Linked DNA regions of Mus musculus: regions 1, 3, 4, 5 and 6 are each linked to region 2. The links are chromatin contacts, called in public HiChIP or PLAC-seq and promoter capture Hi-C maps. All regions are on one chromosome and are shown on one strand. The core of a region is the stretch at or near the end of the contact, and the rest is flanking DNA. Distances in the headings are between cores, read along the strand shown.

Region 1 (2,945 bases), core at 273-2,772, 830 kb before region 2:
GGTGTGTGTGTGGAGGGGGGGGGGAGGGGGGACAGGTTGGCTCTAAGAGAGGCAGGGCTCCCCAAAGCTTCTTGAAAACAGAGGAGGGGGCTCTGAGGGATATGAGGTTAGGAGAGTTCTGTAGGTGTGTGAGCAAAAGTGGGGTGGGAGAAGCTGAGATGTGAGTACACGTGGATTACAAGTGGGGGCCACTGGTGTGTGTGTGGAAGGCCATGAGTGGGGGGCATGAGTCCACAGAGAGGGCCGTGAGTGGGGGGCATGAGTCTACATGGAAGGGTGTGAGTGGGCTAAGTGCTGGTTGGTATGAGTGTTCAGTGTGTATGTATGAGTGTGAGAGAGGGGGAGCTGGCAGAGAGGAAAGGGGGTTCTTGCAGGCACCATGTGTCTGTGGGCCCCTGTAGGCTTCTGCTGTGGGCAGTGATATGTCCCCAAGTAACATCAGGAAATGGGAGACCTAGACCTGTGTTTCTGGCTTGGTGTAAGTCAAGAAGGATGCCCTCCCCCACTGCACCACAGCGCTGTTGGCTGTTGCCAGGGAATCGGAAGGGGCCTCCCTCTAGAGGGAATCTCAGCTTCCGGAGCCCCATTCCTTATATGGCATCTTGCTTTCCTCTGCAGGCTCCTTCCCCTCCTTCCTCCTTCTCCCTCCCTCCTTCCTCCGGACTAACCTCTTGGAAGGCTTGAGAAGCTTCTGGTCCAGTTGTGGCTGGGTCCTAGGGACTTCAGGGTTCAGCAATGTTGCCTACACATCTTGATATCCCTATGCCCTACCCCAGTGTCTGTACAGGTTCAAGTGATACATCTGTTTCAGGGCACTGCGGCCCTGTTCAGCCACTGACACACAGACAGGGCCACTCAGTGTCCACAAACCTATGAAGGGGTCCAGAAAAAGCCTTGCCTGAGTGGAGTTCCCGAACAATATTGGACCAGGCTAGGATTTGGACTTATGACTCTTGGGGCAAGGTTGGGCAGGAAGTAGGTGTGTGTGTGTGTGTGTGTGTGTGTGTGTGTGTGTGTGTGTGTCCCGCTAACCAAAGGCAGCTGAGGATAGAAGGGTTTGGAGTGAGAGATTCCTACCAGGCACTTCTGAAGTTGCATACTGTGTGGTCAGGATGGGCAAGAGTCAGGATGGGCGCATCAAAGATTCAGAGGGGTAACGTCCAGCTGCTCCCTAAGAAAAGAGATCATGAGGCCCCAGGGCAAACAGTAGGTAATAACCTGCCTTAGCCTCATCCTCGCTGCCCAGGACTAGGTAGAGGAGAGTGTCTCCGGTCCCCAAAATCCCTCCCGGTGGGAGGCGCGCAGCAGAGCACATTAGTCACTCGGGGCTGTGAAGGGGCGGGTCCTTGAGGGCACCCACGGGAGGGGAGCGAGTAGGCGCGGAAGGCGGGGCCTGCGGCAGGAGAGGGCGCGGGCGGGCTCTGGCGCGGAGCCTGGGCGCCGCCAATGGGAGCCAGGGCTCCACGAGCTGCCGCCCACGGGCCCCGCGCAGCATAAATAGCCGCTGGTGGCGGTTTCGGTGCAGAGCTCAAGCGAGTTCTCCCGCAGCCGCAGTCTCTGGGCCTCTCTAGCTTCAGCGGCGACGAGCCTGCCACACTCGCTAAGCTCCTCCGGCACCGCACACCTGCCACTGCCGCTGCAGCCGCCGGCTCTGCTCCCTTCCGGCTTCTGCCTCAGAGGAGTTCTTAGCCTGTTCGGAGCCGCAGCACCGACGACCAGATGGAGCTGGACCATATGACCACCGGCGGCCTCCACGCCTACCCTGCCCCGCGGGGTGGGCCGGCCGCCAAACCCAATGTGATCCTGCAGATTGGTAAGTGCCGAGCTGAGATGCTGGAACACGTACGGAGGACCCACCGGCATCTGTTGACCGAAGTGTCCAAGCAGGTGGAGCGAGAGCTGAAAGGGTTGCACAGGTCGGTGGGCAAGCTGGAGAACAACTTGGACGGCTACGTGCCCACCGGCGACTCACAGCGCTGGAAGAAGTCCATCAAGGCCTGTCTTTGCCGCTGCCAGGAGACCATCGCCAACCTGGAGCGCTGGGTCAAGCGTGAGATGCACGTGTGGAGGGAGGTCTTCTACCGTCTGGAGAGGTGGGCTGACCGCCTGGAGTCCATGGGCGGCAAATACCCAGTGGGCAGCGAGCCGGCCCGCCACACTGTCTCTGTAGGTGTGGGGGGTCCAGAGCCCTACTGCCAGGAAGCTGATGGCTATGACTATACCGTTAGCCCCTATGCCATCACCCCGCCACCTGCCGCAGGAGAACTGCCTGAACAGGAGTCAGTTGAGGCTCAGCAATATCAGTCTTGGGGGCCAGGTGAGGATGGGCAACCGAGCCCTGGTGTGGATACACAGATCTTCGAGGACCCACGGGAGTTCCTGAGCCACCTGGAAGAGTACCTGCGGCAGGTGGGTGGCTCTGAAGAATATTGGCTGTCCCAGATCCAGAACCACATGAATGGGCCAGCCAAGAAGTGGTGGGAGTTCAAGCAGGGCTCGGTGAAGAACTGGGTGGAGTTCAAGAAGGAGTTTCTGCAATACAGTGAGGGTACACTCTCCCGTGAAGCCATTCAGCGGGAGCTGGAGCTGCCGCAGAAGCAGGGTGAACCACTCGACCAGTTCCTCTGGCGCAAGCGGGACCTGTACCAGACACTGTATGTGGACGCTGAGGAGGAGGAGATCATTCAGTATGTGGTGGGCACCCTGCAGCCCAAACTCAAGCGCTTTCTGCGCCACCCACTCCCCAAGACCCTGGAGCAGCTTATCCAGAGGGGTATGGAAGTGCAGGACGGCCTGGAGCAGGCAGCTGAGCCTTCTGGCACCCCACTGCCCACAGAGGATGAGACGGAGGCACTCACACCTGCTCTTACCAGCGAGTCAGTAGCCAGTGACAGGACCCAGCCTGAATAGAGGGGCCAGCCCAGGGTCCCCAGCCCGCCTGCCAC
Region 2 (2,945 bases), core at 284-2,783:
GCTCCTCCTCCTGCTCCTCCTCCTGCTCCTCCTCCTGCTCCTCCTCCTGCTCCTCCTGCTCCTGCTCCTGCTGCTGCTCCTGCTGCTGCTCCTGCTCCTGCTCCTGCTCCTGCTCCTGCTCTGCTCCTGCTGCTCCTCCTGCTCCTGCTCCTCCTGCTCCTCCTGCTCCTGCTCCTGCTCCTCCTCTTCCTCCTGCTCCTGCTCCTGCTCCTCCTGCTCCTCCTCCTGCTCCTCCTCCTGCTCCTGCTCCTCCTCCTGCTCCTCCTCCTGCTCCTGCTCCTCCTGCTCCTCCTGCTGCTCCTGCTCCTCCTGCTCCTCCTTCTTCTCTTCCTGCTCCTCCTGCTCCTCCTCCTCCTCTCCCTCCTCCTCCTGCTCCTTCTCCTCTTCCCCCTCTTTCTTCCCTCTCCTGTCCCTGCTTCTCCACCACATCCCCTAAAGTGAACATTCCATCTAAGTTGTTCTGCCAAGACTTGGAATTTTTTTTTCCTCCCAGCACTGGGAAATTATAAATAACTCCTGTATTAGAAGAAACAAACAAAAACAGAAGCAAAATCTCAAGTCCAGATGCTCTTGTGTGGAAACGGGCCTCCAGCCCACAGGCTCCTCTACACCAGGAACCCAAAGGTCCCCCACCCCCCAAATCAGGATGGAGCCTGGCCCTTTCACTAAAGGCCACTCAGCCTTACTGCTTGATATCACACGATGTAGAGATGTCACCAGGGCTAGGCAGTCCTTCCTTGCTGCCCACACAGACTTCTGCCTAAAATTTTCGACCTAGATAGGGACAAGCTGGAAGCCCAGGTCACATGTGCCATATTCCAGGAAATCCTCTCGGATTTTCAAGGGAGTAGACAGGATCCTTCTGGGAGGGGACAGAGAAGAAGGCAGGCTGGAGACTGTCAGAACTCCTTCCTGACACTGCCTCTCTCATATTTTCCATGCTTACACTCTACCCTTGTGCATCCCTAGCGACTGTCATAGAAACCTGAGACGCGGTGGCCCTTGGAGTGAGACACAAGGACAGCCAGCATCCAGCTACTCCTTGGAGGCCAAGCAGTCCACACCAGATGAGATCGTGTAACTTCCCATCCTAGAGCTGAGCAAGAATGACAACTGGGGGATGAAGTCCTGACCTCCCACCTTCCCCAGGATCATCTCATCCTCACAGCCTGCCGGAGTCACCTTTTCCACCTGACTCTCAGACTCACTAGGCGGTTGAGAAGGTGCAGGCATCGTGTCCCGCGTCCCCTCCCCGGCTTCCCTGGTTCACGGTACAGGGCGAGGCCAGACGCGGGAACGGGAGAAGCAGAGGCTTTATTCACTGTCACGGGGAAGGGCGCGCCAAGCAGGACGGCCAGCTTCGGGAGGGAAGGCGGCGGCGGCGGGCGCCAGCAGCACCAAGCCGGGTGGCCTGCCAGCGCCGGCGTAGCTCAGCGCCAGGCGCTCCAGGCGCCGCTTGCGCTCGGCCGCCTGCGCCGTGGCGTGCAGGGGTCGCAGCAGCGCTGGGGGAGGCGCGCCGGGGCCGCGCAGCAGGAAGTCGAAGCCCGCGCGGTCCCGCGGGTCGTAGAAGAGCGGCCCGGTGGCCGGGTCCGGGCCTGGCGGCCAGGCGAACGGGAAAGGCAGCGTGAAGTCCTCGGTGAGCACGCGGATAGCGAAGTCGTCCTCTTTGCCCAAAGCGCGGTAGGCGCGCCCGATGCCGCGGAAATGCGCCTCCCAAAGCTGCGCGTCGCCGCCGTAGATGTCGGGGAAGCGCGGTGCGGGGGGTGCAGCCGGTCCTGCGGCGGGCGCGACAGTCAGCGGGGGCTGGGGGGGGGACACGCTTGTCCCCGGCGCGGGGAGGCTGGGGTCATGGAAGGAGAGGCCACTGGGCCAGAAGAAACAGGTGGGGACCACTGGGGAGTGAGAAATGAGCCCCTTCTCAACACCTAAGGGGGACCTGCCTCCATCCCTGACCTCTCTCCTACCTCCTGTCACCTCTCCCTGCAAAGGGGAAGTTGTCCACTGTCCTGAGGAACAGCATCAGCAGGCTGTGAAGGCCTGCAAGGTCCCGAGAGTATGAAAAAGTCAGGCTGCTGGGCAGAAAGTTCAAGATGGGGAGGAAGCGAGTTAGCCAGGAGGCTCAGATAGTAGGATTCACCCAGCAGGTGGCGGCAAGCAGCCGTTAGGGCAGGAGGATCAACAAAATCCAAGCTGACTACTGTGAATATGCAGACTGTGGGCCTGGCCTGGGGTCTTCAGCTTGGTTCCCATGAGGAGGAAGCAAGGGTAAGGAGAGTGGAGCTCTCACGGGGAGATACGGGGTGCAGGGACTTGGCATGGCAGCAGATGCTGGTCCCCTGGATGGGGACCAGTCCCAGTTTCAGGCTAGAAAATATGTGGGCTCCCACAATGCAATTGGGGTCAACATTCCATATTTGCTACAGGCAAAGGTCTAAGGATAGGAAAACCATGCTGTAGGGCTGCAATAAACCCCCACAGTGCCGCACCCATGCCGAGGGGCCTCTGTTACTATTCTTACTTAGTGCACTTACTGAGCACCTGCTGTGTGCAATCAGGCTCTGGACTAGGTACTGCCTGTAGCCATGAGCCAGACAGCAAAGCCTGTTCTTCCACCTCCGTAGATAAACAAATGCCTTCTTGAGTCAGAACCTTGAGCAGGATGAGGGGTGTTATGCCAGGAGGAGAGATGAACTGGAGGTGACCCACCTAGCCCAGTGGGGAGAGCCAGACCTGCAGATGGTTTGAGATGCACAGGCAGGACCTGCAAGGGTCACACCCTCAATCTACAGCTCAGAGGACCAGTGAACCCTGCCCCAATCCCTGCAGCCTATCCTGTCTCCCTGGCTGCCTTCGAAGTCTCTGTCTTACTCCTCAGTACCAGGATCGGGTGAAGCCACAGAAGGGGCTGTGGGAATTCCTCTGAGGTGCTGGTAGAGACAAGTTTT
Region 3 (3,070 bases), core at 250-2,749, 630 kb before region 2:
ATCTTTTGTCCGGGCTACTGGTGGAGTATGGCACCAGGGCTCTGGTACTGGTCAGACTTTCCCTCCTGCCTCCCGTGGATTGGCCTTGTTATGAGCCTCCCATGGACTGCCGAGCTGGCCTCCTGTCCCATTGTCTCCCTGTCCTAGCATTTCCCTTGTGAAGCTTCGGGAGCAGGCTGCCTGCGTCTGCTGAGAAGGCTCTGGCTTTGAGCCCATGTTGCTGTGGGCCATAGCCGTGGTCAGGGTTGGCCCAGTTCTCTCTCCATCCTGGCTGCTCAGCCTGGCACCTGGTTGGGACCTCCTCTGAGCCTCATGCAGAGGGCACACTGCCTCTCTCAGGAGTCCCACTCCAGACATTGAGAGTGGCTTTGGGCATCCGCAAGTACACAGCCACCTTCCCGTTAGGCCATATCTTCCCAAGTTGAACCTGTGCCCAGCTTTGCTGACCTCCGTGGGGATCTGGATCTGGCACAGTCAGGCAGTTTTTCTGGCCTTGCAGGCTTCTAGCTCCATGGCTGTGGCTGCTCCCAGATGTAGCCAAAGCCTGACTAGTGCCAGTATAGCTTGGCGGGAGCAGGATCTGGGTCCAGATTCCATCTTGGCCTCTCACCAGCTAGACAGCCTAGGTCAGGCTTGGACCTCTGTGAGGCTGTCTGTAGGCTGGGATGTGGTGACATAGATTCTCCATCCACTCAGGCCTGAGGTTTGTGTATGCGTAGTGGTGTAGGCATACAGCCCACTGGCTGAGTTGTCTCATGGTAGGCTGGGCCACCTGCTTGAAGGAGGTTTTCCCTATGAGTGGGATGCGCCTAAGGGAATGAGGGCCACACTTTCCTCTTCCCCTGTGATCTTTTCACCCAGGCCCTCTTGTTTGCCCGCTGCGCTAGTGGCGCTCTCTGCCTGTTCCTTTGTGACATAGACGCTGTACTTCTCTTTAACTGCCATCTTAGGGAGGAGGGACTGATTGCTGGAACAGTTGTCTGGCCTCTTGTGGGGCTCCTGCAGGTAGGAGGAAGGGAGGCTGTGGTGAAGACAGCCTCAGCAGGTGGAGTTGGGGAAAGGGGTGCCCACGGCTGGCATTTTGACCGCCCTTTCATGATGGTAGTGATCCAGCTTCTCTGCTGCTGATTCTAGGCATCATTCTGCAAGGTGCCCGGGGGTGCCTGGCTGCATTCTGTTTGACGCAGAGTTGAAGTTGCTATAACAACACTGATTCATGTAATTGTACATCCCTCATCAGGGCCCTTCTCTGGCTCTCAGTTGCACATACAGGCACATATACTTATACATGCACATGATCAGGAGATAGTAAAGGACCAGAGGCTGTGTATGGGTAACACTGTGCCTCAGGGCACGTGGCCTTTGTTTGAGGGGGTATTAGGTACCAGAGGAATAGGAAATGGTCTGCTTCCCAAGTGGAAAACTCCATACCTAAGAGGGAGTGCTGGTGTGAGCCATGCTCTGACTCAGTGTCTCCTGGGTACAGCATGAGCATCAGTCACCAGGATGTCGGCTGACCTTAGGCTGGGCCCCGAACAGCTCTGGTTGCATTAGAGCGTTCAAGATTCTGCTGCTTGGATGTGAGGCAAAGCCAGGTCCTAGAGGCTGGCTGGGCTTGTACATGTCTACATGCGTCCATGTGTGTGTGTGTGTGTGTGTGTGTGTGTGTGTGTGTGTGTGTGTGTGTGTTTGTACATGTATATTGGTATGAAATTGGAAAGGAAGCACACTGGAAAGTTTTGATATATTTTTACCCTTTGTTCTAAAAAGAGAGGGCTTGGAAAGAACTAAATTGGCGAACTGCTTGCTCTGCAAACATGAGGACCTGAGTTAGATCCCCACAACCTGTGTGAAAACAAGCTGGGTGTGGCAGTGGGCATCTGTAATTCAAGAGCGGTGGAGGCAGAGATGGGAGGAACTGCTAGGCTTGCTGGCTAGTCATCGTAGCCTTCCCGATGAGCTCCAGGCCAGAAAGACCCTGTCTCAACAACAGCGACAACAGCAACAGCAACAACAGCAACAGCAACAGCAACAGCAACAGCAACAGCAACAGCAACAGCAACAGCAACAGCAACAAGACAGGTGAATTCTGAGGAATAACACTCCAGGTTCTCCTCTGGCCTCTACATACATGTACACATACATGCATGTTCACCCATACACAGATTGTATGCACATGCCTTCATGTGCACACACCCCTCTATACACTAAAAATGGAGGGTTTCATTACAGTTCCTCCCAAGTAGAACTTCTTCCTTATAGAACGCTCATAAGTGAGGGAGGACTACCCATGTTTTCATTTCCTGTAGGCAGTCACTCATACTCTTCTCTAGAACTTTCTTTTTTAGTCTTTCTGTTTTTCCTTGTGTGTGTCTGCTCTGCAGCTTGCTGTTTCTCTGTGAGGTAAGGCAGGGCCTTTTTGGGTATGGACGGCTGGCAGAGATAGCCCTGGGCAGAATGAGAACCTGTGAGATGGCCACCTTCTGAAGTGGGGCTAGCCTGGGGTGGGAGAGTGGAAAGACTTAGTCTGGAGACACGTAGAGCAGGATCTAGACTTCTGATTGTATTGGTGTCTGGATTGAGGCACATGCACTAAGGTTGTCTTCTTACTAGCTTCTGGAACAGTTCTTAGTGGCACGAGTCTCTGTGATGCTTCCTGTAAAGCCCAGACGCCCATAAGCATCCTTGAGAATTTCACCTCTACCCTCACACCCCATTGTGTGACATCTGTGACTGCAGCTTTCATTTTCTGAATAGTCTGCTTGAGAGCCAGGCTGGGCCACACTGCTGATGTCCTGGGGCTTTGGGCCTGTTGATTCATCTCTATACCTCATTTTCCATAGCTCTGTGAAAGCATCTCATCTGTAGAGCTTGTGGGAGTATGTTAGTGTGTGCTAGTATGTTTGCGCTTCTGAGTGTTAGGAGGGACACTTGGTATCATGTAAGTGTGCCACAAAGGCTGGAAGGTGGGGTACCTTCTCTTGTCATCTTCCGTGTGTTCCCTGTGATCTAGAAACTTCCAGTGTATAGCAGACAGGAGTAGGTTCATGGACCACTGAGTTTCCTCCCT
Region 4 (3,040 bases), core at 516-3,015, 720 kb before region 2:
ATGTTCTGAGGCACAGCAACCTAGGAGCCCAGGCTAGACCTATGCTGCCCAGGTCAGCCTCTAGAAGTCCTGGCATGAACATGCAATAGCCATCTATATAGAACCCACCTCTTGCACGGAGTTTCTAGGGTGGCCCCAGCCATTGCCCTCGTCTTGCCCACAGACAAGTCAGTCCTGCTGAAGGATCTGCCCAGTTGCAAGGCACATGGGACCCAGACTCACCATGGGACCTGGAACTGGCCCTTCTTGGCCTCAGATTCCATGACTATCAAAGAGTTTGGTATCAAAGAGTTTGGTAGCAGCTACTGAGGTCCCTCTGGTTCTGAGTGTCCATGAGACCCCAGCTGACAATGTATGCCCTCCTCACTTTCAGAGAATAAGAGGGTGGCCAAGCATCTACATGGAGTTTGGGCTCTCAGAGAGCCAATATCTGTCTGCCCACATCCAGGAGAGCCAAGTCCTCTCCCCAGAGTCCTTCATTCCAACCCTGGGGCCTCTTCCACAAGAGTGCTGGGCTGGGCTGGGTGCCAGGTCTCAGACCCTGTCTCTTTCCCTTCCTGGGCCAGTCTGGCCCAAGAACTCTGCAGCTCCAGTCCCTACCCCCACTCTCCTGGCCTTCATGAGGCTGTAGGGACAGGAAAGCCCACCAGTTTAGAGGGCTGGGCCAGCACCCAGAGCCCCAGGCAGCAAGCTGGCCTGAGATGCTGTCACCATAGAAACCAGCAGCCCCCACAAGAATCACAGGAACAAAAAAAGGAGGCCCCTGAGACCATGGGGCCTGTCTAGGGACTTGGGCCAGGCCCAGCAGCCTCAGCCACCCCCAGAACCCTGCCTGGGGACACAGCCACCTCCGCAGCCCAGGCTCCACTGGGGCGGGGGCAGGCAGAAGCGCTGTGCGAAGGAGCTCCTCTTCTCGGTTCTCTGCAAGCAAAGCGAAGGGGTCCACAGGCCTGCTTCCCAGCCCCAGTTGTAAGGTCTCCAAGGCCCAAGGCCTCCAAGGAGAGTGGAGACAGGACCCACCTGACAGTCACTTCCTGAGGGTCTCTAAACTCCACACTGCCACCCACCAGGCTCCCACTCACCATCTCCAGGACTTCAACGGGACACTGTGGCTGCCAGGCGCTGAGACCCCTGGGGGGAGCCGGGCCTGGCCCTGAGCCTCCCGCCCGCCCGCGCTCATGTCCCCGCCCGCGTCCCGCGCCCCGAGCCCCCCGCCGCCCGGGTCTCACCGCGTCGGCGCTGAGCTGGGCTAAGATGGCGAAGGTGGAGAGCCGGTCACACAGGCAGCGCGTCCGGAGGGCATCGAGGGGCACCGTGCGGCAGCCGCGCCACGACCAGGGCCCGAGCTGCGGGGGGGCGGAGGAGGAGGGTCTGCGGGCGGCGGGACGGGAGACAGCGTCAGCGGCGGCGCGCGGGCTCCGCGCCCGCCCGGCCCGGCCCGGCCCGCACCTGCGCCCGCCGCGCGACCGCCCCGCCGCCAGGACCCGCCGCCCCGGCGCCCATGGCCGCGCTCTGCACCGCCCGCCGCGCGCTGGAGACGCGGAGCGCGGCCCGCGGGAGCGCGAGCCGCGGGAGCGGCGGGAGGGAGGCGGGAGCTGGCCCGGGGCCCGGCCGCCCCGCCCGCCAGCTTGCCCGGCCGCGAGCCCGCGCGAGCCCGAGGCCCTGGCGCGGGGGCGCGCGAGGGGCCGTCCCGGAGTACCCCAGCCTCACAGCCCGGGGCTCTTCGGAGCTGGTGACCTTGGGATGGCTCCATCCCGCGCGGCCGCGCGGCTGCATCCTCCAGGACCGGCCGCCAGGGTATCTGCGGCTCCAAGTACGGGACTAGCACAGCCCTCCCTGCAGGGAGCTGGCCAGCTGCTGGAAACTTCCCTCTGCGCGCTGACCCTGGCCCCTCCTGCTGCCTCCAGGCCTCCGCTGGCCCCATTTCAGTTAAGCAAAGTGCTAGTTAGCTATGTTCTGGATGCACCAGGATCTGAAGGATTCCAGCAAACACCCCCTCCTTCTTTTTCTACCCCCACCAACCCCCCGGGGCCTACCAGGCAGGTCTCTAAACAGAAAGTTGCCAGCTTCCATCTTTCACCCTCTGGCCCTGGGGTTGAGCTTGCCCTACAGGAAGTGCCAGGGGCCACCTTTTTGGAACTCAGTCCCAGAAGCACCCCCCAGGATTTGGGCTAACAAGAGTTGCAGGTGGGAGTGGTCTCTTGAACCCAAGGCCAGGAAGGCTTTACCCTTTCCCAGCCCAAGGCTTTGGGAGGCCAGCCAGATGTCCTCTCTATGTACCCAGGAAGCCTTTAGGCTGTAGCTTCCATTCCTAGCCAGAACGATGGCCTGAGGCCTTTTCCAGGCCCCCTCCGCAGTGCCAGCAAAGACTATAAAATCCACAGACAGGAATGGGCCTGCCTATCTACACCTGCGGTGGGTTTTCTTTGTCTGGTTGCTTTCTCTGGTGGCATTAGACAACTTCCCTGGGCACAGCCCTGACTAACACATAGCCCTGACTGCACATATATACTAAGAACGAAAAGACTAGCCAGATATCTGGATTTCCACAACACTTCTGCTGCATCCTACCTGCAGGAGCACAGTTACTTTTACCCCCTTGCCTCAGTTTCCTTGTCTCTAAAGAGAGGAGGGACTCCCAACACAGCGCAGCGCTGCACAACTCAGTGCCTGACTGGAATGCATGCTGGCAGCCAACAGCAGCCTCAGCTGTCAGGAGTCTAAGCCTTCCCTTAATTTCCAGTGACTCCTTTCTTCCTTCCCCCTCTTCTCAACAACCCAGTGAGTCAGGCCCAGGGAGGTAGGACTTGCAGCATCTGCATCTCCCTCTCGGTCCCTCTGCCCCTCAGAAAGAATTACTCCAGAGAAGCCTGACAGGTTATGGGCTAGCCTAGGGGTTGTAGCGCTGCTCTGGGCTTTGTGGGTTCCTCTCCATCCCCTATGCTGGTTAGCTCACTCTGAGATGCAGTGCACACCAAACTACAAGGCTCCCAGCCCATGAATGCCAGGATTTGAGGCCCAAGGTTCTACCTGAGGGCCC
Region 5 (3,139 bases), core at 462-2,961, 880 kb before region 2:
TATAGTCTAGGCTCTATCTGGGCACACTTTACTGTCAGAGACACCCCATCCTGGCACCTGGCCTCAGAACAGTTCCTCAGCTTACAGAACCCTACCCCAGACTTGGCCTGTCTTGTACCATATCTGCCTCTGCCTGGGACCCAAGTAACCATGGAAACTCCCAGCCAACCCCCCTGGCCTCCAGCTGAGCTGAGTTGCCAGGGTGCTTCAGTTCGCCTCCTCCAAGCTGTTACTGCTAGCTGGGGCTGCACCTCCAGTCCCCTCACCCCTTACAGGCACTTTATCAACCAGTACCAAACAGCCCATGGGAACTCATGACTAGATAAAGAGAGAAAGCGAGGGAGAGCCTTCTCTGCCACCAATTGCTGGGAGGACTTCTCGAGCCCGTGTTTCCCTTCAGATATAGCCCCTCAGCACTGATGTAAGGTCATTCCTATACTCTAAGAGGAGGCACTTGTCCAAGACAGGCGGGAACAATAGGGTGGGGCATGCCCTGGTACTCTTCAGGAGCCTGCCTTGGCAACCATCACTACTCTGGCTGTCTCCAAGGTCACAGTTGCTATACTGCAGTAGCTAGCTCTGCCACCGTGCTAGAGGAGTGGACCCTGGGGAGGGGCCTTGTGTCCCAGCAGGCACAGGGTTCTCCTCCTTCCAACCTTGGAAAGACTCAAGGCTTGTGGTCCCCTGGGGTCAATCCAACCCCCAGTCCTCTCTGCTGCAAGCTGCGCCAAAGAGGGCCTCGAGTCCACTAGAATTCCCAGCAACTGCTTCTAACTGACATCCTTTTATCCCATACTCAAAACCAAAGACCACAGAGGGTGACTCAGCACTGTAGAACACACAGAACTAGGACTCAGACTCCTAGCTGAGATACCTACTCTGAGCATCTCAGTTCTAGAAGAGAGGGAGAGAGGAGAAACTCTGTGCTTGGGAGTAAATTCAAAACTGGCTAGGCCTGAACGGAAAAGCCTTGGTTCATAGATGATGGGGACCCCAAGAAGGGCAACTCCTTGGACACAGAGGAAACGTGCAAAAGTGTTCCGACATTGGAACAGTCCCAGAACTTCAAAGGGGTTTTTCTCGCGGGAGAGGGCTGAGAGCCAAACAGGGCCGGGGCATCGGGGTGGGGCTGCTCACCCTCCGTTTGCACAAGTGCTGTACTACTCGATCCGGCGAGGTGCCCAGCACGTGCTGTCGGAAACGCAGCAAGGCGCACACGAAACCATCGCGAAGGCTGACAAAACGCGCCTCCAGGTAGAAGGCGCGGTCGTCCCAGCCTTGCAGTCGCGTGTGTACCTCGAACGGCTCAAACAGGCGCAGCGAGCGGCGATAGCGCGCGCACGAGGCGGCCAGCACCGTGTGCGCGTTCAGGTCGCGCAGCGCCCCCAGCACACCGCAGCGGGTCAGGTGCGCAGCGCGCGCCACATCCGCCTCGCGCAGGTAGCGCGCGTTGTTCATGTGTAGCAGCAGGTCCAGGTCCGATGGCAGCACCCGGCCGGCATACCGCTGCTCCGCCAATAAGTCGCGGACCCGCGGCTGCAGCAAGCGTGCGCGCAGAACAGCACACGGCACGCGCACCAGGTACCAGCCGTCCAGCAGCGCAAAGAAGGCGAGCGCCAGGGATAACGACGCCACCAACAGCTCCAGCATCTTGGCAGCGGGCACCTGGTGTCCAGGAGCCCGCTGCGCAGGTTGCCTGCTGCCGGCCGGCCCTGAAGCCTGGGAGCTCCGAGGACTGGAGCGCACCAACTCTTCCAGCAGTCCGAGGGGGAGTACTCCAGAGGCAGCGGCGCCGTGAGCTGGAGTAGCTCGCACAGATACTGGTTCCCCCCTGCGCGCGTCCTCGATGGCCTAGTCTGGGTCCTCTGCGTTAGCGGCTTTCGCTTTTCTCGGGGCGGGGCGGGTCACGGCGGGACGCTCCGAGCAGTACAGCGCCACCTGGCTACGGCGCTCGGCCCTGCAGGTGCAAGAGTGACAAGGAAGCCTGCTCCCGCTAGTGATCCAGTCAGTAGCTCAGATGAGCATAGCCAAAGAATTCCAGAACTTCTGCGGAGCAGCTGGGGAACTTTGCCAGGAAAACAAACAATGCATCTCCAAGGATGCTGAGAGCCTATCCAGACATCCCATTTCTGCACGGCCCCTGGGACGTTCATGGTCTTCCGGGTGTCTTTCAGTCTCAGTCTGCATGCACGTTACTTGTCCCCGCCCGCCAAAAATCTTGATTATCCCAAGTACACCCCAATAATTCCTACCCTTTATCTCTTTTAATGCAAGATGGAGGAGAGGTGGGGCATGGAGAGGGGTGTGATGAATGTAAATGACATTATCAACCGGGCTAAAGGTGCAGACCGTGGTTTGTGGAATGTCAGTCCCTTTTCTTTGGCATAGGGGTAGGTCCCAAGGTCAGGCTGTCTCTCCTCTCCAGGACTCTGTAACAATCCTGTATGCAAGTGACTGGTAGGGAGCCCAGGGATGGATGGGCTGATGGCCTTCCAGATACCCTGGTCAGCATCACTCCACTGTCCCATGCTGAGCTGGGTGGGTCCGCTGTAGTCACTGACCAGAGCACAGGTCTTTTTCAGTTTTACTTCTGAAGCTAGGAGCTTTGGCAAAGCGAGTGCCTGGGGTCTCTGGAGAGACAAGGAATTCACTGCCTATTAGGGTAGCTTCAAAGGACCGGAAGAAGAACCTTCCCCGCATACTGGTTACACTTACAACACCCACTTTGTCCTGGTCTGTACTCTAGCTTGGGGAGGGACAGATCCTCAGAAGGAAGAGACTAAGTAAGGCTCTCTAAGTTCATTGCTCAGATAATGGGTTTTCTGTCACCTACTGTCCACCCTGTCTCTTGCCTCCAGGGGAGAGATCTGCCCACTGGTAGCCAGGCCTTTGAAACAGGAAAGAATGTGAATGAGCACCCACCTCCAGGCTCCCCTCTGTTCCTGTCACCATCCTTCATTCCCAGCCTTTCTGTTGGCTGCTCTCGTCACTTCTACACACTGTCCACTTTGCTCTCATTTTCCTCTCCTGTACCCCAGCCTGTGTCACATTGCCAGAGTCCTCTCCCAGGGACCTGAGCACACCTCGCTGAAGGTTCACGTGTATATAATGCATGTCTATCTCATAGCCGAACCCTGAC
Region 6 (2,921 bases), core at 7-2,506, 540 kb before region 2:
GTGCTCAGAGAAGAGATGTAAGACACTACACTTGGCTCTCTAGCTCTCTGGTGTTCTCTCTCTCTCTCTCTCTCTCTCTCTCTCTCTCTCTCTCTCTCTCTCTCATATTTTCTTTCTGTAGCTTCATAATTTTAAGTTGTGCTATTAAGTCTATAGGCCATTTTGAATTGATTTTTGTGAAAATTTTATACATGTATATAATGTCTTCTTTTCATTCACCCTTGTTGCCTTCTCTTCTCCTCTCACTCTTGATGAAGCCCCCTTCTTCCCAGCTAGCCCCCTTTTATTCCATCATGTCTTTACACACATACAGAATGGGGGGAGGCACAGAAGCAGAGAGACAAAGAGACAGAGAGAGACTGATAGACACAAATACACACAGAGTTTAATACAGAAAGAGACAGAGACAGAGAGACAGAGATAGAGTCATGGAGACAGAGAAAGGGGGACAGAGAGAGATAGATAAATGTAGAGACCAAGAGACAGATAGATGTAAAGACAGAAAGAGACAATAAACTGAGCAGACACACATGGAGAGATACACACGCATGAGAGAGAACAACAGAATGAGGCAGAGAATTTGGCATTTCATTTTATTCTTCAGGTTGTGAATAGTGATGTTCCCCAACAGAGACTACACAGCTCCACTAAATAGCCATAACATCTTTGTCAAAGGCCAGTTTGTGGTATGTGTATAGGATTAGGTCTGAAGTTTCTGTTCTTTGCCATAGTTCTGCATGTTGCCTACTACGTTGCCATTATGAATTGATTATTATAGCTTTGTCTGTGGTACATATGTGTACCATGTGTCAGCAGTGCCATCAGAAACCAGAAGAGGGTGTTGGATCTCCAGATACTGGGAGTTACAGATGCTTGTGAGCCACCCTATGGGTGCTGGGAATTGAACTCAGGTCCTTTGCAAGAGCAGTCAGTGCTTTTGACCTCTGAGCTATCTCTCCAGTACTACTTTACTTTTTAAAGGCAGTATCGTACTGGACATGGAGTGCATCAATTTGGCTAGCTAAGCCCGTTGGCCAGAGGACCCCAGGGCTTCTCCTGTCTCCACTCCTGCCAGTACTGGTTACAGAGGCACAAAACTTGGCATTTTTGTTTCTCTGGTTTTGTTTTAATGTAATATTGGGGATCTGAACTCAAGTCTTGCTGAGTGTACAGCACTCATTTAACTGACAGAGCCAACTCTCTAGCCCCTGTTTTTCTTGTTGAGCTGGTTTTGAAAAGGTATGTGTCTTAGGCAAGCCCATTGTGTCTAGTATCCAATCACAGCATGTAAGTGGTCTGTTCTTTCTGGGACTCACTAGGGATCCTGTTTACGTATCCACTTATGTCTTTCTGCTCTGCTTTCCCCACACTTTGTCTTTTCTGTATTTCTAAGGATTCATCTTGGGCTTTTGCTTCATTTCATGTTTGATTTTATTGTTGGTCCTCTCAACTCTGAGTCTCTTTCCATCTTTGGGTGTGTCCTTTAGAGTTAGCCTCTGATTTCTAAAGTTGGCTGCTTAGCACATGGACTTTATTTCTTTTTGGTGGGGAAAGGTTGTGAGACAGAGTCTCATGGGCCCCAAGCCATCATCACACTCAGGATGTAGCTGAGGATGACCTTGAACTCCTGACCCTCCTGCTTACCCCTCCGAAGCGTCGGGATGACATGTGTGCACCACCACACCTGACTCAAGCCTTGCAGTTGTCTAGAAAATAACTGTGCTCGGAACCTCGCCTCCAAAAGCCCCTTTTTCATTGTGTCTTTCAGGTTGTGAAAATACACAGTATTTTCATTATTTCTCAGTGTTAAAATGTAATTATCTATCATGATTTTCTCTGATCTATTTTAATTAAGAAGTAAATTGTGAAATTTCTAATTGCAGGGTGGGGTTTTAATTTATTCTTTTCTTCATCACTTTCTAAAAGATTCATTTTGTTCAGAGAATTTCTTTGCTGTGATAAGGATTTTTTGAAACTGTAAGACTTGCCTTATGGCCTAGAACTTTCCATTTCTGTAAATGTTCCCTGTGTACTTGAGAGAAACATATATTCCTTTATGGCTTCATGGAAAGCATTGGTATGCATTAAATCCTGCCTCTTAGCGTTTTGTTCTCATCCCTTCTCTGCCCTTGTTTGGCCTGACACAAATGGAGAGTGGGTTTGAAAATCTCTTCCTGCAGCTCTGTGACTGTATGCTTTATATATTTTATAGCACTTTTATAGGTTGTCTACAAGCTGAGCACTGTTGAGGATAGTCCTTTCCTGTCCTACATGATGCCATTGTTCCAAAGTCCCTCTTGCCTGTTGCTAATGGGATTATCCCAGGTTTCTTCTGATTAATGCTCTCTGTTCTTTCATTTTAAGATGTTAAGGTGTCTTTCTGACTTCAATATGTCTCCTGTAAACTGCTGAATTATAAAAGTCAGATGCTTGGCAAGTTCAATCTACTATTGATTTATTGGGGCTGGCTTTCCTTCAGTTTGTTAATCTGAAATCTACTATATTTTTTTTATCATTGCAGTTTTGTACTTTGTAAAGCTCTCAGATACTAACTGGCTGGCCCCTCTAGCCAGACGCCCATCCAAAGACTTCCTCTCCTGTAGGACTTCACTGCTGGTGGTAACTGCAGAACACTCCGCAGAGGCTCCTGACAGGAATCTGACTCTAGTCAGCCCTTCACAGACTCAGCTCGAGTCTTCTGACCGTTCTAGTACATTCTTTGTCAGGTCAGGATGGAATCCAGTTTCACTGAGATATTTAACTTTTGGATTCTTTGAGTCCACCCAGTCTTTGAGACTTTAAGAACTCTAGAGAGTTCACCCAAACACTCTCATTCTCTCTCTCTCTCTCTCTCTCTCTCTCTCTCTCTCTCTCTCTCTCACACACACACACACACACACACACACACACACACACAAATG

Evidence for each region. Promoter capture Hi-C pulls out the DNA fragments that hold promoters and counts their contacts. HiChIP or PLAC-seq counts read pairs in DNA pulled down with a chosen protein or histone mark.
Region 1: an H3K4me3 HiChIP or PLAC-seq map of embryonic basal ganglia shows a contact between it and region 2, with 6 times the contacts expected there. The contact joins the promoter of Arc here to the promoter of Mroh5 in region 2. A contact is called at or near these places in 3 of 39 promoter capture datasets (cranial neural crest, embryonic stem cells and liver), 1 of 484 Hi-C or Micro-C datasets (cortical neurons) and 4 of 115 datasets of contacts at active chromatin or transcription factors (embryonic basal ganglia, embryonic forebrain, epiblast stem cells and 1 more).
Region 3: a promoter capture Hi-C map of hippocampal neurons shows a contact between it and region 2, with 4 times the contacts expected there. The contact joins the enhancer-like site here to the promoter of Mroh5 in region 2. A contact is called at or near these places in 15 of 39 promoter capture datasets (3T3-L1-derived adipocytes, the C10 cell line, the HPC-7 cell line and 9 more), 3 of 484 Hi-C or Micro-C datasets (embryonic stem cells and nephron progenitors), 6 of 115 datasets of contacts at active chromatin or transcription factors (embryonic basal ganglia, embryonic forebrain, embryonic hindbrain and 2 more) and 1 of 9 other capture datasets (liver).
Region 4: an H3K4me3 HiChIP or PLAC-seq map of embryonic basal ganglia shows a contact between it and region 2, with 8 times the contacts expected there. The contact joins the enhancer-like site here to the promoter of Mroh5 in region 2. A contact is called at or near these places in 16 of 39 promoter capture datasets (the C10 cell line, the HPC-7 cell line, HPC-7-derived erythroid cells and 9 more), 2 of 484 Hi-C or Micro-C datasets (cerebral cortex and embryonic stem cells), 9 of 115 datasets of contacts at active chromatin or transcription factors (SST interneurons, embryonic basal ganglia, embryonic forebrain and 6 more) and 2 of 9 other capture datasets (adipose tissue and embryonic stem cells).
Region 5: an H3K4me3 HiChIP or PLAC-seq map of embryonic stem cells shows a contact between it and region 2, with 6 times the contacts expected there. The contact joins the promoter of Them6 here to the promoter of Mroh5 in region 2. A contact is called at or near these places in 10 of 39 promoter capture datasets (the 3T3-L1 cell line, cranial neural crest, embryonic stem cells and 5 more), 2 of 115 datasets of contacts at active chromatin or transcription factors (astrocytes and embryonic stem cells) and 1 of 9 other capture datasets (embryonic stem cells).
Region 6: a contact with region 2 is called in a promoter capture Hi-C map of embryonic stem cells, with 4 times the contacts expected there. The contact joins the enhancer-like site here to the promoter of Mroh5 in region 2. A contact is called at or near these places in 14 of 39 promoter capture datasets (the 3T3-L1 cell line, the C10 cell line, the HPC-7 cell line and 8 more), 5 of 115 datasets of contacts at active chromatin or transcription factors (embryonic basal ganglia, embryonic forebrain and embryonic stem cells) and 2 of 9 other capture datasets (adipose tissue and liver).

Annotation. Positions count from the first base shown.
Region 1 is chr15:74,671,147-74,674,091 of GRCm38.p6, reverse strand. It overlaps Arc (activity regulated cytoskeletal-associated protein), which reads left to right and starts at 1,522. Exons shown (of 3, transcript NM_018790.3): 1 at 1,522-2,945. The coding sequence starts at 1,720. The coding sequence ends at 2,910. Gm32994 (a long non-coding RNA gene) reads right to left here and starts at 1,079. Exons shown (of 5, transcript XR_003951652.1): 1 at 669-1,079.
Region 2 is chr15:73,838,259-73,841,203 of GRCm38.p6, reverse strand. It overlaps Mroh5 (maestro heat-like repeat family member 5), which reads left to right and starts at 1,533. Exons shown (of 11, transcript NM_001368162.1): 1 at 1,533-1,636. Gm6569 (predicted gene 6569) reads right to left here. Exons shown (of 4, transcript NM_001374241.1): 4 at 1,296-1,775. The coding sequence ends at 1,315.
Region 3 is chr15:74,470,065-74,473,134 of GRCm38.p6, reverse strand. The region is part of intron 2 of Gm32168 (predicted gene, 32168); the gene reads left to right. Among named protein-coding and RNA genes, the nearest start is that of Gm32168, 16 kb to the left of the region's middle. Within about 2 kb of position 1,499, at least 25 of the 459 cell types and tissues checked have an H3K27ac peak or open chromatin away from gene starts, as enhancers often do. A contact at or near this core is called in forebrain and hippocampal neurons, where this site is marked.
Region 4 is chr15:74,562,291-74,565,330 of GRCm38.p6, reverse strand. Adgrb1 (adhesion G protein-coupled receptor B1) reads right to left here. Exons shown (of 31, transcript NM_174991.3): 18 at 1,230-1,371. Among named protein-coding and RNA genes, the nearest start is that of Adgrb1, 48 kb to the right of the region's middle. Within about 2 kb of position 1,765, at least 130 of the 459 cell types and tissues checked have an H3K27ac peak or open chromatin away from gene starts, as enhancers often do. A contact at or near this core is called in SST interneurons, cerebral cortex, embryonic basal ganglia and 5 more, where this site is marked.
Region 5 is chr15:74,719,806-74,722,944 of GRCm38.p6, reverse strand. Them6 (thioesterase superfamily member 6) reads right to left here and starts at 1,711. Exons shown (of 2, transcript NM_198607.1): 1 at 1,138-1,711. The coding sequence starts at 1,650.
Region 6 is chr15:74,373,921-74,376,841 of GRCm38.p6, reverse strand. The region is part of intron 2 of Gm19859 (a long non-coding RNA gene); the gene reads left to right. Among named protein-coding and RNA genes, the nearest start is that of Gm19859, 25 kb to the left of the region's middle. Within about 2 kb of position 1,256, at least 2 of the 459 cell types and tissues checked have an H3K27ac peak or open chromatin away from gene starts, as enhancers often do. A contact at or near this core is called in embryonic stem cells, where this site is marked.